Regions from separate parts of the Mus musculus genome. Here all the other regions are linked to region 1. Evidence: chromatin contacts called from public Hi-C and HiChIP or PLAC-seq data. All regions are on one chromosome and are shown on one strand. The core of a region is the stretch at or near the end of the contact, and the rest is flanking DNA. Distances in the headings are between cores, read along the strand shown.

Region 1 (4,435 bases), core at 720-3,219:
TGAGAAGGTGTGTTGGGAGAGATAGAAGTGTAGCCTTATAATTCTGGTGTTCCTACAGGGAGATGGGTGTTAGAGACATGTAAATAGCTGTAAATTCAGAAGTCTGCATGCTATCCTGGTGTGTGTAGCTAGGGACAATAAGGGCACCCTGTTCAAACAAGGTGAAAGGTAAGGACTGGAGGCCATCCTCTGACCTCCACAAGGGTACCATGTGCTTGTGACAGAATGAACAAACTGAACAAGGAGATAAACAGTAAGGGGACAAAGAAGAACTTTGCAGAACTTTCTCACTGACTCTTGTAAGCAAAGGCTGTGCTTTGTAGAGCACAAGTTTCCTGTGTGTTCTTTAATGCTGACAAGCCTTCCCCACAACTGACCTGGTCCCAAGAGGTAGGTGTTGGTATTCTGTCTGGACTCCACCCCCACAGTTACCTGGCATTAGCCAGGTAGGCCTGACCCACTATAAAAGGGGCTGATTGTCTCCTCCTCCCTCTCTTGTGCTCTTGCCTCTCTTGCTCATTGCTCCCTTGCTCCCCCACCCCCATTCCTTTCCCCTCTCTCTCCATGTGGTCTCTACTTCTCTACTCTCTCCTTCTCTCTGCCTTTCTCTGCCTCTACTATTCTCTTAACTCCCCTCCCCCTGCCCTGAATAAACTCTATTCTATACTATACAGTCCTGTGACTGGTCCCTCAGGAAGAAGGGATGGCTTGACATGGGCCCCACCAAGACACCCCCTTCCCCACACCCCACCAGCTAGAACATATCTTTATAGCTCTTTCTCTTTTTATGATCACAACAGTAGGTTCTATGTAGTCCAGACTCTTGACACGTTCTTAAGAGACTTAAGGCACTTTTTACAATGTCATCTATGAATCTACAAATTTTATTTAAAAACGGGGCCATATCTATTAGCTATAGGTCACCGAGAAAAATGCCATTTTCTATGGAATCCAAATACCTGCCTTCAGAACCTTTGAAGATTGATTTCTCGGAGTAGTTGAAATCAAGTTCTTGTTTCTTTAGAGGTAAGAAATAGACCTTTTCCGTCAGTTGAAAAGAACTTGAATGGTCACTTTTTGAAGATAAACATTCCTGATGTATTATTAGTAATGATGGGGGTGAGTGAGAAGGAGAAACCATTAAGTTTCTTCAGTTTTGATATGCACCTCCACTGAACTCTGCATTTCACTCAAACAAAGAACAAAAATTAACCAGATGTATAAAAGTTCTTAACAGCCCGTTACACTTGCTCTTGGCCCTTTAGAGTCTGCCACAGTCAGAACATTTCATTTAAAAAGCCACCGACAATGAACCTTTTACGTCTGAGCACAGTTTAGCTTCCCGCAGACGTCACACGGTCAGAGAGGCACTCAGCCTGGGGTAGGACAGATGTGCTCAAGAATGTTCACCTTGCACTCCTGGGTGGCTCTGTGCAACTGGTTTAACCAGATCAGGAATCCTGTCTGACAGAAGTAAAGTAATAAAAAAGAAAAAGATGAAGAGATTAGACAAGTACTTGGGACCTGTGAACAAGGTTTTAAATACACATTTATGTCTTCATAGTACCAGGAAAGTCAGTGTGTGTGTTTGAACACACATGTACATTCATCACACACACACACACACACACACACACACACACACACACACACACACACCCTTCCCTGTTTTCAAAGGTCGCTTCCCTGGGGCATTCCTCAAGATTATTTAATAGTCTATCGAAGGGCAGGATTGAAAGTGGTTTGAGGGGGACTTTCCCAGAAAGGTTGAAGATGTTTGAGCTGCCAAGGTTAGCTCCCTCCCTGTTTTCCCTAACCTTGGTGGGCCTGGGCTAGGGAGCCTGCATCTGGCCTGTCCAGCTCTGGCCTCCTGACCCAGACAGCTCCCTCGCAAGGGAGCTCAGGGCCAAACCTAGGTCGCGCCGCCCCCAACCTCGGGGCTGTCTGCCAAGAGTTCGAGGCCACCCCAATCCGGATATGATGAAAGGGAGCCACAGAGAGAGAAGTGTTTGAAGAGTGTAGGAGTGGCAGCGCGAGGGTGAAAGAGACGCACAAGTGGATCCTAAAGTCCTTCCCGGAGGAGAGGGGCTGCCCGGAGGGAAGGGACGGAGTGCGCGGAGTCAGCGCGGGCGGCTGCCACTGTCGCTGCCACTCCCGGGGCCGGAGGGACGTGGTCAGGCTGCCAGGGCGTGATGGGGCCGCGGCCAGAGCCTCGCTGACTACCGGTGGCGGGAGGAAGGGACCCGGAACAGCCCACGGGGGGGATGCCAAGGTAGGTGGAGGTCCCTTAGGTCGCTCTGCCGCCGAGTCCCCGCGCGTCCCCTCCCAGCGCGCGCGTCCCGTTCGCAGCGTCCCCCCAGGCTGCTTTCAAATCCTAACTTCCCTGGGGTGGAGTTGGAGGAGGGACGCGGAGGGGGAGGGAATGGCCCAGGCATTGCGGCGTGCTGTGCTCTAAAAACAGTTGATCCTGCTGTCCCTTTTGCTTTTCCCGCCAGAGGCAGGCCGTTTCCTGCACCCAGCACCTAAGCAGCTGGGGTCCGTGCACCCCGCGGGGACGGCTCTGGCTCGGAGCGTGGCCCATGTCCTGCGCGGGTGAAGCCCTCGCTCCCGGGCCCGCGGAGCAGCAGTGCCCGGTCGAGGCGGGCGGCGGCCGGCTGGGCTCCCCGGCCCACGGTGAGTAACAAGTACTTGCGAGTTGCGAGTTTCTGGGACGTGCTTGCACACTTAGGGATGGGTGGTGGTGGTGGTGGGAGTGGGGAACTGCGAGGATGGGCTTCAACTTCGGAATTGTGAACTTTTGCACACTTATGTTACTTAAACAAGTCTGCCAGAGGATCACTGCCCCAGATCAACAACCGGATAGGAGGGCGGGATCCCTGGCCCCTCTATTCCCTTTTCTTGCTAGAAACTGGTTGACTAGATGGCTTCTACCTTCTGCCTAAGCACTTCTTGGCCTGGGACTCAGGAGGGGTGTGAAGTCTCCAACCCTTGTCTAGTACTCTTAAGTTCTTATGTTCTTTTCTCATGCAGGGCAGTCTCTGCTCTCTGAGCTAGCGTGGGCTCTCCTCATCTTTCTGGTTCTTGTGGGGTACTCTGACCCCCAGGTTAAGCATCCAGGTTTCTGAGACCAGTTTCTTTTGGAATGGCTCGTGCATATGTTTTCAATAACGTTTGTTTTGGAATAAACACGTTCCAAGAATGAATTAACTCTTTTGAGTTCTTCCAAAGGGAAAACAAAATCGTTTGCTTCTGGGAAGCTTCCATAACCACATTTTAAAATTCTTTGAAGGTAATAGACTTCAGGTGCTCTTTGGTGGCAGAACCAGACTCTCACCATTTCTCTTCCCTTTTCCAGTAAGGACAATTCCAATGAGGACAGTTCTGACTGGCAGACACCAGATAACTTTCCAGCTCTCCAAAACTCTTGATTTTAAGCATGTCTAAAATCTTGTCTCCCAGTACCCAAATATATACTGCCTTAAGTTTCTTTCTTCTCTTTTTAATTCGGGGGGTGGGGGGTGGGGAGGGGGGGGAGGAAAGGAGTTGCTGTTCTAACCAGAGTAGATAGTAGCAGAAAACATCCAAGCGTAAATTGAAATGTTATGTTTATCATTTCGATTTAGAAGAGTGACTCATTTCTTTTCCTAAACAGAGAGAATCCAAGTGATTAGCTGTAGAGAAGAACCAGATTGATAAACACGTTTTCTCAGAAGCAGCCCGTCTTACACACACTGCATTGTCAACATTGTCATCTCCCTGCCATTAGCCATGCCCGCCCACCCTCCACAGTCATAGCCACTCGTCGATAGGCTCTTTATACTCCCACTTCAGTCATTAATCACTCCTGGTAAACAATGCTTACGCCAAAAATCAACTGCAAACACTCCAGGTAAAACTATTGGGCCGGGTGTGGTTGTGCACGCCTTTAATCCCAGCACTTGGGAGGCAGAGGCAGGCGGATTTCTGAGTTCGAGGCCAGCCTGGTCTACAAAGTGAGTTCCAGGACAGCCAGGGCTATACAGAGAAACCCTGTCTCGAAAAACCAAAAAAAAAAAAAAAAAAAAAAAAAAAAAAAACCAAAAAAAAAAAAATTGGATTTGGAAATAGCCAATACGCACAAAATCTAGTGTTAACGCTAGGGATGGTTAAAATCTCCTGGAAGAACTTGTCATGGTACCTCCTGTGTACAAAGCTGCTTGGTGTCAGGTGATCTGCGCACAAGGAGGAAGACATCTCAAAGGGCCTGAGGTTAACGCTAGCTGCATACAACGTGTATATCTCTCTATGGAAAACCAATGTCCTCTTGCAATTGAACATTGCCTTCCTCCAATAGTCCCACCTGCTCACCCTATCGCTGGGAAACAAAACATAGTGTCTGAGCATAGTAGGACACTAGTGTTCAGTTAATCAAAGTTTAGTTTTAAAATTCTACACA
Region 2 (4,666 bases), core at 1,312-3,811, 44 kb after region 1:
AATTTGTTCCCTGTTAGATCCCTTGTCCCTAGAATAGTACATAACAAATATTTTATAATGACTTATTTCAGCCGTTTTGCAGGCAAAGTGACCTTGATAGATTTAGTGTATTTTAATGGAGAAATTAGGAGAGGAACCATTTATGTAAATGGTCTCAATCTGTGACTCCTCAAGTGTGGTTAATGGCTCTGTCCCTCTATGTGTAGCCACTTGTTGATGCTTTTGTTTTAAGTAATATTTTATTCTGTCAAGTAATACTGTAATTTGATGACTCCAATAATCTAAATCAGAATCTGGAAAGTTAAAGCAACCGTATTAAAGAGAAGTTAAGATTTAACCTTGGGGTTGCGAAAGGGAAAACAGTGTTCAGTGTTTGGCTCCTTATTCACTTACATATTTATTTTCCCTATTATGTATCTATTATATATATATATATGCTATGTATGTACATATTTAAGTGTGCAAATGAGACTCTACGTGTGAATCTAGCGATCCTTCGCATCACTTCCTTATAGAGAAATGTTGCCAGGATCCTCTTTAGGAGTCAAACACGATGATTAGGGCCTGATTAGCGTTTGAGTCAACTTTTCGAACTTTACTTTCAATCTTGAATCTTCACATTATTTCAGCAGGAATGTCATTTGTAACAAGAAATGTTACTAAGCCTAAAGCACAGAGGTTTCCTAGTCTCAGACCACTTATTGAAGTTGCTCCCATCGCAGCTGCTCACCAGTGAACTTAGGATCATGAGCTTGGTTGAAGCTGGGGGTGTTTCTTTTGGAAATTTGTTTTTCTTTTGGTTTACTTTATTTAAGCTATCAGAAATACCTTTTCCTTGTTATGCAGTAAGTTACTTGGTTAGCATTTTAGGTTAGCATTCTACCTGACTTCATCCCTTTTACCCGTGATGTCATCTGTACATCCCCATTGCCCCATGCTCAAAGATGCCCAGTCTTTGCTTGCCCACTAAGTTGAGTTTGCTTTTGTTATGGGAAGGTCCTCTTAGATATATAACTTGGCAATGACTTTTTGCATGCTACTTTTGGAAAGGTTACTTAGTGAGCCTTTTTGATGCATTTCTCCACACATCCTATGATATCGGTAACTGAATCTTTAATTCCCTTGTTATAACAGACAGAGTTTCTTGAGTCTTCACTACAGTTCTACTCTCCTTCTATTATGCTTTTACAGCAATTCCCTAGGCTCGGGAAGGTGAAGGATGAAGTTTATAATGGTACTGAATACCAAACTGTTGCTTGATTTATTCAGGAAGGTTATTATATTCAGGGATCAAGTGACAGCTTAAAAGCTAGTATCATTCATCATCATCAGCTAATTTTCACTGGGTGTCCACTGGGTGCTGAGCATCATACAAGGCTCTTTGTCAGCATGCATGTGCCTGATAAGGTTGATGGGATTCTAGGAATACAGGATCCTGTCCTCCAGGAACATTCTGCTGTCAATGTGAGTCACTGAAGACTCAGGATTGTCAAGTTCTGTGTACAAATGCATGTAACTAAAAACACTTCATTGCTGCAGAAATTACTGTCAGCAAATCTAGGTCCTATCCTCATTAATATCTACACTGTTGCCAGGGAAATAGAGAGATGTTGAACAGACAAGCATAGGTGTCTGCTCTAGTGACCTGAGCTCAGCAGCATACATTTATGCTTTGGGTCTGCAGCAGATCCTTTCTGTCCTATACACATAATTTCGCTCCGTTTTTTACTTAATGAGATCCAATTGCCCCCTCCTCCAAACACCTATGCACTTCATCTTTCCTTGTGAGAAACTAGTCACATGGATTACACATCTAGATCTAGTGCCTGTTCTTCTCTAGATTGCTGTGTGATATATATCCCTCTCCTGAAATTATTTGGAAGACCAACCTAGATCAAATTTGCTTCAACTTGTTATCATCAATATGTAGATTAAGACAGTGAAGGTGAGGCAGAGCAGCCCCTGTATGGGTGGATAAGGAACAGGGTGGGTCTCTGGAATACTTGGTAATGAGAATAGTATGAGCTGAGCCTGTGCACAGCATTTCCTTGTTGAGTTTCTTCCCTGCCTTAGGCCTGTGTTCTGCTGAGTGCAGTGAGTTCGTTTACTGGAGGCCTCTGCTAAGATTTCCTTGTTTGGTATCCATCACAGCCATTGCAGAGAGGACTCCCTTGGAAAAGACTTAGCAGTTCTTCTCCAGTTGATAACAAACATTTAGGCTCGGGGATTACCACAAGAGTGGAAAGGCCTCAGGAGATTTTTATGTAGCAGTCCAATTTTTCCCCCTTCTCTCTTCCTCCCCTCACCCCGTTTCCTATGGAGAACCTCATCTTTGTGGTACTTTGCCCCTTTTACTTTTGAGATCTGGCCTTCTCTGTTTTCTTTTCGTTACCACTTAACTGCTTCTTGTCACCAGCCTGTATCAGTAGTGGGGCTTGCTCCAGGCAATATGTGCTTCCGTTCCTTGGGCTTTCTCTACTTCTGCAGTACTCCTGTGCAGGATATGGAGACGTATTTGCCGTGGTCTAAACGTTTCAGGTTTCCAGTGCTGTTCTTCCTGCTTAGTATCTTCTATTCCCCTTTGTAGTGTTTTTAATTCCAACACTAAATTGAGGAAGTAAAAAATAATTAGCCTGCTGCAACTTAGCTAACACACATGCTTATTTGAACTTCGGTGAATCCAGATCTCTGGCTGTTCCTTGCAATCCTATATCTCATCGAAGGTTGCTTGATCTCTGGTTTCAGAGGCTTTTCAAAATTTGTCTGTATAGAGGGGTACATATTCTGGATTTATACAGTGGCAAATTTATTTGCATATGGCGAAAAATGACTGTTGCTTTAGGAAAATCAGCCCTTCATAAAGCTTCCTGAGTTTTCTGGTTGGTGTGCACTGCCCAATACCACTTTGGTGTTTTAACTATAGAATGCCCAGAGTCCAGTGCCTATTAGCAAATCAGGACTGATTCCTTTGAAGAGATGAATTCATTGCAACTCTTAAACTCTCTGCCATCTTATACAAATGTCAGTATATAAAAAAAATAGCTTTTAGAAAGATCATACCTTAATGGTACTTGTTTCATTGAGTTATTGTTTGTATAATATAAAGCATATTTTAATAATTTCCTTTTCTGTAAATTATGTATAAAATGCATATGCATTTATTTTTAGGTGTATCCATAATATAATAAGTATTAATAATTATAGATGGCAGTCATTTTTATCAGTTGATTCAGTGATAGAATGGTATAGAAGTATCTCTTGAGTCAGGAAACAAAGAGATACCATAGCAAATTCTATAATGCTGTGAGATTACCCAGTAAGGATACTATTTTATCATATACATAAAGCTCGTAGATGATGCTTTATAAGCAAACCTGAAAATATAAACTTTTCAAATCCATGAATAAAATCCTCTCTACCCAGATAAGTTATCTAGAAACTACGAAGCATCATAAGGCCAGACTTTTCATTCATTTGAATAATCAAGCAGTAGGTGCGTACATATCTCCTATGTCTGGAGAGAGAAAAGTAGTGGGATTTTGTTTTTCACAGACTTATAGTTTGAGGACATTTTAGAGATATTTATATATCTTAAATGAAAAAAAATGTTCTATGTTCCTTAATTTTTCCTGAATTTATTCATTTTTATTATATTTCTCCTAGAAAATGCAAGATTATGTTTGCATATTTATTTGACAGAAGGTTTTCAATAGAAGATTGGAAAACAAAAAATTAGTAGTATTGTCACAGAATGTAAAAACAGGAGGCAAACGAGAAAAAAATTAAAATGTGGGTAAACTCAGTAAGGGAAATTAAGGGAAGGACCAAAAACTGGAACTGGGAAGTCAGTCTTCTCATTGCTGCCATGAAGATTTCTGGTATTTGAATCTTTCAACATCCCTGAATTATGCTTCTCAACTGTGATTAAAGCTTGGTGGCTCCCAGGGTAGGTCACACCCAAAGCCTCAGGGCCAGGCCTGGAAGGAGAGTGTGGAAACAAGTCTATCTCTGAGAACCTGGACCAATGGCTGAATCTGCCTTCAAGGCAAGATTCAGCACAGGATTAGATACCAGCCTTGAACAACATGGAAATGCATTTGCCAGAAGTTATCTGCCTCCAGGTGTTAAATATGTTTAGTTATGTGATAGTGCTCTTTATGAAATACGGTAGCCATACTCCAGTTACTTCTCCCAGCAATTTTGAACAGTTGGTCTCTTTTATTTTGGATGGTACTACTTCCCATTGTCATCTGGTAATTTACTTCACATTTGATTTAATCTTTTAACATAAACCACAGTATTCCAGACTCAAGAATGGTCTCTGTCTTGTGAACTCACATCCAAGGAGCCATAGCACCTGATTGGGATCGCAAATTAATGAATGCTCCAAAACACATAAGAATTCCAAAATATACAATATGTTAAAGGTACACATTAGATGCAGTGAAGATAGAAAATAGGATATGTGACCAAAAGAGTCCAGAGACTCTTTGTAGGTAAATAAAATCAGGAGGTAAATAAATGAGTTCCAGAAGTTCTTGGAAGGTAATGTAGAGACTCTGGCAGGGCAGAGTTTAGCAGAAATGTGCACCTAGCCTCTGCACATAGAGTCCTGACCCTGGCTGATAAAAAAGAGAGGATTGTCACCTTTGGAGTTTACCTAAAT
Region 3 (4,554 bases), core at 1,611-4,110, 45 kb before region 1:
AGTGCTAAAAAGCCTTGTCTGGAATTAGCCCTATTGCATCTATTTATCATCAGTCTAATTTTAATGTTCCTTTCTGTTAAAAAAATTGAATCTTTGCTAATTTTTGCAGTTCCTCTCAGGAAAAAATTTCTGGCTCCATCACTGGCTTATTTCCTTTTCTATTGCTGGTAAGAGATATCATGACCAAGGCAACCTATAAAAGACAGCATTTAATTTGGGGGCTCATGGTTCCGGAGGGTTTCATTCCTTGAAATCATGGTGGACAACATGGCAACAGGCAGACAGGCATGGTGCTAGAGCCTTAGCTGAGACCTTCCTTCCTGATCCTAAAGTTGGAGGCAGCAAAAGAGACTGAGCCTTGAGTGGACTGTTTAAACTTCACAGCACACTCCAAAAACCACACCGCTTCCAACAAGGCCACACCTCCTAATGCTTCCCAAACTATTCTACCAACTGGGAACCCACATTCAGATACATCAGATTACGACGTGCACTCTCATTCAAATAACCACAATCACATATCTTTGATTACAACATCATTTCCTTAAGATTCATATGCTGTTTAAATTTTTATTGTTAACTTGATACAAACTAGAATCCCCTAAGAAAATGGAACCTAAGTTGAGAAATTTTCATCCATCAGATTGACACGTGTAAATGTATGGAGAGAGCTGTTTTGATTGATGGTTAATGTAGGAGAGGATCCATCCTACTATAGATAGGACCATGTTCAGGCAAGTGAGTTATATAAGAAAGCAATCTGAACATACCTGATGATGTAAGCCAGTAAGTAGCATTACTTTCTGGTCTCTCCTTCAGTTCCTCCTTCCAAGTTCCTGCCATGAATTCCCTCAATGAAGAATTGTTACTAGAACATGCAAGCTGAAATAAACTCTTTCCTTCTCAGCTGCTTCCTGTCTTTGTGTTTACAGGATCAATAGGAAACAAAGTCCTAAGTCGTAACAGTCAGAGAGTGGTGCTCACTCAGTTGCATATGTTTAGAAAGAATTACAAAATATTTTCCAGCTGTATACCAAACTCCATGATATCTACTCATATTTTCTGTGCATATACTTGCTTATCTAGAATCAAAAGGAATGAGTAAGCCACAACATTATGGCAGTTTTTGAAATCATGAAGGTCTGAATCCAGATCCTGACATCCCTGAAAAAAGATGGGGAAGGCCACTCTTGTACATGTAACCCCAGTAGTGTGTAGAAAAAGAAAGAGTCACTGGTTCACTGAGAGACCCTGTCTTGAAGGAATAAGTCACAGAGTCTAAATCAGGACAGTGACAGCACCCTTTGGCTTCATCATGTAAACATGAATCATGGGGAGGGGGCATTAATTTAAAAATATCCAGGTTTTATGATATATAGGGAATATATATAAAGTTATATTTGCCATTTTATCTTCCTACAATTGGTACTCTGCAAGTTCATATATCAGTGAATTCCAGGACCACCGTGTTTTCCTTCACAGAGCTCCTTCAATCAGTTACCTCCTGAACTGCTCCCAATTCTTCTTGCCTACTTACTTCCTCAGTGTCGCTGTAGTTTCTCACTTAGAATAATAGCACAGAAAGACTGACTCCTTCTCCAGAATCTCCTCTTTTAGCCTTTGCATTTGCTCTCTAAGTGCAACCACATTGGTCATCCCGGAATGTCAATGCGATCTTGTTAGTCTTGTGACAATCGTGAACCCATTCCGAACCCTTCTGGCTGTTACTCTTTATCCTTTCTGTTTTGAAGTCCTCAGCACTGTTTCAGGGCTGTTGCACAACTTTGGTCTCCTTCAGCTTCACCTTTCACTTTCTCAAACCCAATGTTCAAGTCATGGCGAGCATCTTCGTTTGTCCAGTGGGCTCTTTTGGCTCACTGTCACATTCTGCTCAAAAAGATGTCCTGTCCAAAGACCTCTTTGCCAAACCATGGGTTTTCTTGCTTCTGGGTACTCAGGTACAATAGCCTGTATTGCTTCTTGTGTATAGCATTTTAATTGTTCATGAGATCTCTTCATGTTTTCTATGGGATTGAAACAATCTGTGTCTTATTGGGAACACTCAGCACAGTGTCAGTGTCCCTCATACTCAACTTTTTATATATTTTTTCCAGGGAAATTTATGTTATAGTTCCATTGTTTAAATGAAATTTAAAATGCATATAGTCATATTAATAGCTTTACTAAATATGGAAATGAAAATATGCTAAATGACTTCTCAATTCTTTGGGGGAAAACCCAGTGTAAAGGACACACATACAGCAATCTTTTAATTTGTTAATCCATTTTTGTATTACTAAAAATCAATATCTTTTAATATCTGAAAGTATTTCCATATGCTAATATTTAATTTATTTTTTCTTTCTCAGAAAGAGTTTTTAAGTAGAAAAAAAATCAATGCAGCTATTACTAGTTTTATTTATGTGTTAAAATTATAAATCTTATTTCTAACTTTTTTCCAGAGATAAATCTATTTGCTCTCAGAACAACTTCAGATGATATATTTCAAGAACAATATTCATGGGCGTTCATTACAACTAATATTTATTCAATGACAGAATGCAGTTCTTTCAAAAATTTCACTTTGTCAATAGTGAATACAGTTAATATTGCAAGATACTGCCATGCATTTTATTGTAGACTCCAGATAACTCTGCTTAAATGCTGAAATATTTATGTATACATTCAGATGGCAAAGATAAAATATCAGTCACATTTTTCCATTTGGGGAACTTCAGTGTTTCTTTGAGCAACATGATAAAAATCTAAGTTTAACAAATAGAGTAAGTTTGTAGGTCACCCCCAGCTCTGTGACCCCTCGCTTGTCTTTTCCTGTTTAGTTTTTAGCTTACGTGGTTACATAACCATTGCTTTTGCTTAAAGGTCAGCCAAGAGTAAAGTTATATCTTGCTGGAGGTGAGATGTAAACAGTGTCTGATCTTGCCCTGCCATTCTTCTTAAATCTTCCACAGAGCTGGGTGAACTTGTGCCAGTATTCATAAAAGAAGATTATGTTTTAGAATCTGTATTGTATTATTCAATAAATATTTCAAGGTGTCTGCAAACAGGGATTAATGTGTATTATATTTCAGGAAACCAGAAAGGTATCAACCCAAAGAATTAAATAAAACACTCGTGTTTGATGCTCCTATAAACTGTAACTTAAAATAAAATGTGTGTAAACTTCCCCTTTCTTTTGTTTCATTTTCTTGTCATAAAATACTACAGAATAAAATGAAATGAGACAAAAATGAGCAGGGATAAAAACAATTTAAAATTGACCTTCACTCAGAAAAGCTGGTCCTTTTTTTTCAGTCATCAGTGTTAATGGCTAATGATTGTTTCTGCATGCAATTAAAACATCTGGATGGAAAATGTTTCCAGGTCACTGATACTACACCACATAGTGGTACAATTGGAGACATCTGGACACAAAAGAACAGAGTTATAAGGCACTTCAAGTAAATTCTGTTATATCATGTATTCAAATCATGTAGGCATGCTTAGTGCAGCCCTGTACCTTGGCACTTTGGATAGCAAGGTAAGTAGATTTCAAGTTCAAGACCAGACTAGGTTCAGCAGTGAGTTAAGCCTAGCCTAGGCTGCACAGTGAGACTGTCTCAAGAAAATGGGCATACAGAACAAAATTGACTATTTAAAAGCATTTCACTTATGTTATTGTTATCTAAACTTTATTCCTCTCAAAAGGCTTAACTTATCATGTTTTACTTAACCTGGTGTATATAAAATGGTTACCACCTTCTGGTGTTTTGAGTTATAAATGTACCATATAGTAAGCAAGTCATTTACATACATTATCATTTTGGGAAATAAAATAAGCTGGAGTTTTGAGACTACTAAAATTTGATCTCTTTCGCCATCCTACTCAAAAAGAATTGACAGCATATAAAAGTTAATCACATTTGGATTCCTGGATGAGATTATTTAAGACCTATGCTTGGGGAAAAATAGGTTAAAAGAATAAGCAACCCGACAACCCAGGTCAACCTGCTCTCTCGTGAATCACTTGAAGAATATGTTAAAATCAGATGGCCTGGCTGTTCCTTCTCTCCATTGGATTACAACTGTCGGGAAAAAAGTTTGCCAGTCTATATTTTTAGTATTCTAAAATACCAAGATACACATGAGATTCATATTAGAAACCAAAACAACATATTCTTCGGATTACAGAGAATGGTTGTAAGAAATGGCAACATGAATAGCATCTTGGGCCACATCTCATACAACTAGACTGAGGATGGTGCCCATAAATATTCATTGGGAAGGAGTCCTGTGATCTGGATGTTTCCTCTGAATGGAACCTAAAAGATAAAGGCCAAAAGATAGAAAGGTCACCAATGCTTTTACCTTGGCATTTCATTCCAAGTGCACTGAAAGGGTTACACACAAATAAAGCATTTTAAACATGTCAAAAGTATATATTCCAGGCTTCTTTCTTGGATTAGATAAAAAACATACTGGTTTTTGAAACATTGATGTGGCTTAAATGAGAACACAGGTCCGTGAAGAAGTGCTCACTTACTGTGCATGGGA

Evidence for each region. A called contact is a pair of places that touch in the nucleus more often than the background predicts. HiChIP or PLAC-seq counts read pairs in DNA pulled down with a chosen protein or histone mark.
Region 2: a contact with region 1 is called in an H3K4me3 HiChIP or PLAC-seq map of bone marrow-derived macrophages, with 4 times the contacts expected there. The contact joins the enhancer-like site here to the promoter of Mdfic in region 1. A contact is called at or near these places in 3 of 39 promoter capture datasets (the 3T3-L1 cell line, the C10 cell line and macrophages), 2 of 15 datasets of contacts at CTCF or cohesin (CD8 T cells and the NIH/3T3 cell line), 23 of 484 Hi-C or Micro-C datasets (3T3-L1-derived adipocytes, CD8 T cells, adipose-derived mesenchymal stem cells and 14 more), 8 of 115 datasets of contacts at active chromatin or transcription factors (CD8 T cells, bone marrow-derived macrophages, embryonic fibroblasts and 1 more) and 3 of 9 other capture datasets (adipose tissue, liver and pancreatic islet).
Region 3: a contact with region 1 is called in a Hi-C map of the MNK3 cell line, with 4 times the contacts expected there. The contact joins the enhancer-like site here to the promoter of Mdfic in region 1. A contact is called at or near these places in 1 of 39 promoter capture datasets (macrophages), 2 of 15 datasets of contacts at CTCF or cohesin (CD8 T cells and the NIH/3T3 cell line), 5 of 484 Hi-C or Micro-C datasets (the MNK3 cell line, Th1 cells, bone marrow-derived macrophages and 1 more), 5 of 115 datasets of contacts at active chromatin or transcription factors (CD8 T cells, bone marrow-derived dendritic cells, bone marrow-derived macrophages and 1 more) and 2 of 9 other capture datasets (adipose tissue and liver).

Annotation. Positions count from the first base shown.
Region 1 is chr6:15,718,692-15,723,126 of GRCm38.p6, forward strand. Mdfic (MyoD family inhibitor domain containing) reads left to right here and starts at 1,970. Exons shown (of 5, transcript NM_175088.5): 1 at 1,970-2,272; 2 at 2,496-2,673. The coding sequence starts at 2,580.
Region 2 is chr6:15,761,735-15,766,400 of GRCm38.p6, forward strand. All of the region lies in intron 3 of Mdfic (MyoD family inhibitor domain containing), which reads left to right. Among named protein-coding and RNA genes, the nearest start is that of Mdfic, 43 kb to the left of the region's middle. Within about 2 kb of position 2,562, at least 24 of the 459 cell types and tissues checked have an H3K27ac peak or open chromatin away from gene starts, as enhancers often do. A contact at or near this core is called in adipose tissue, bone marrow-derived macrophages, pre-B cells and 1 more, where this site is marked.
Region 3 is chr6:15,672,986-15,677,539 of GRCm38.p6, forward strand. No RefSeq gene overlaps it. Among named protein-coding and RNA genes, the nearest start is that of Gm36352, 36 kb to the left of the region's middle. Within about 2 kb of position 2,861, at least 2 of the 459 cell types and tissues checked have an H3K27ac peak or open chromatin away from gene starts, as enhancers often do. A contact at or near this core is called in the MNK3 cell line, where this site is marked.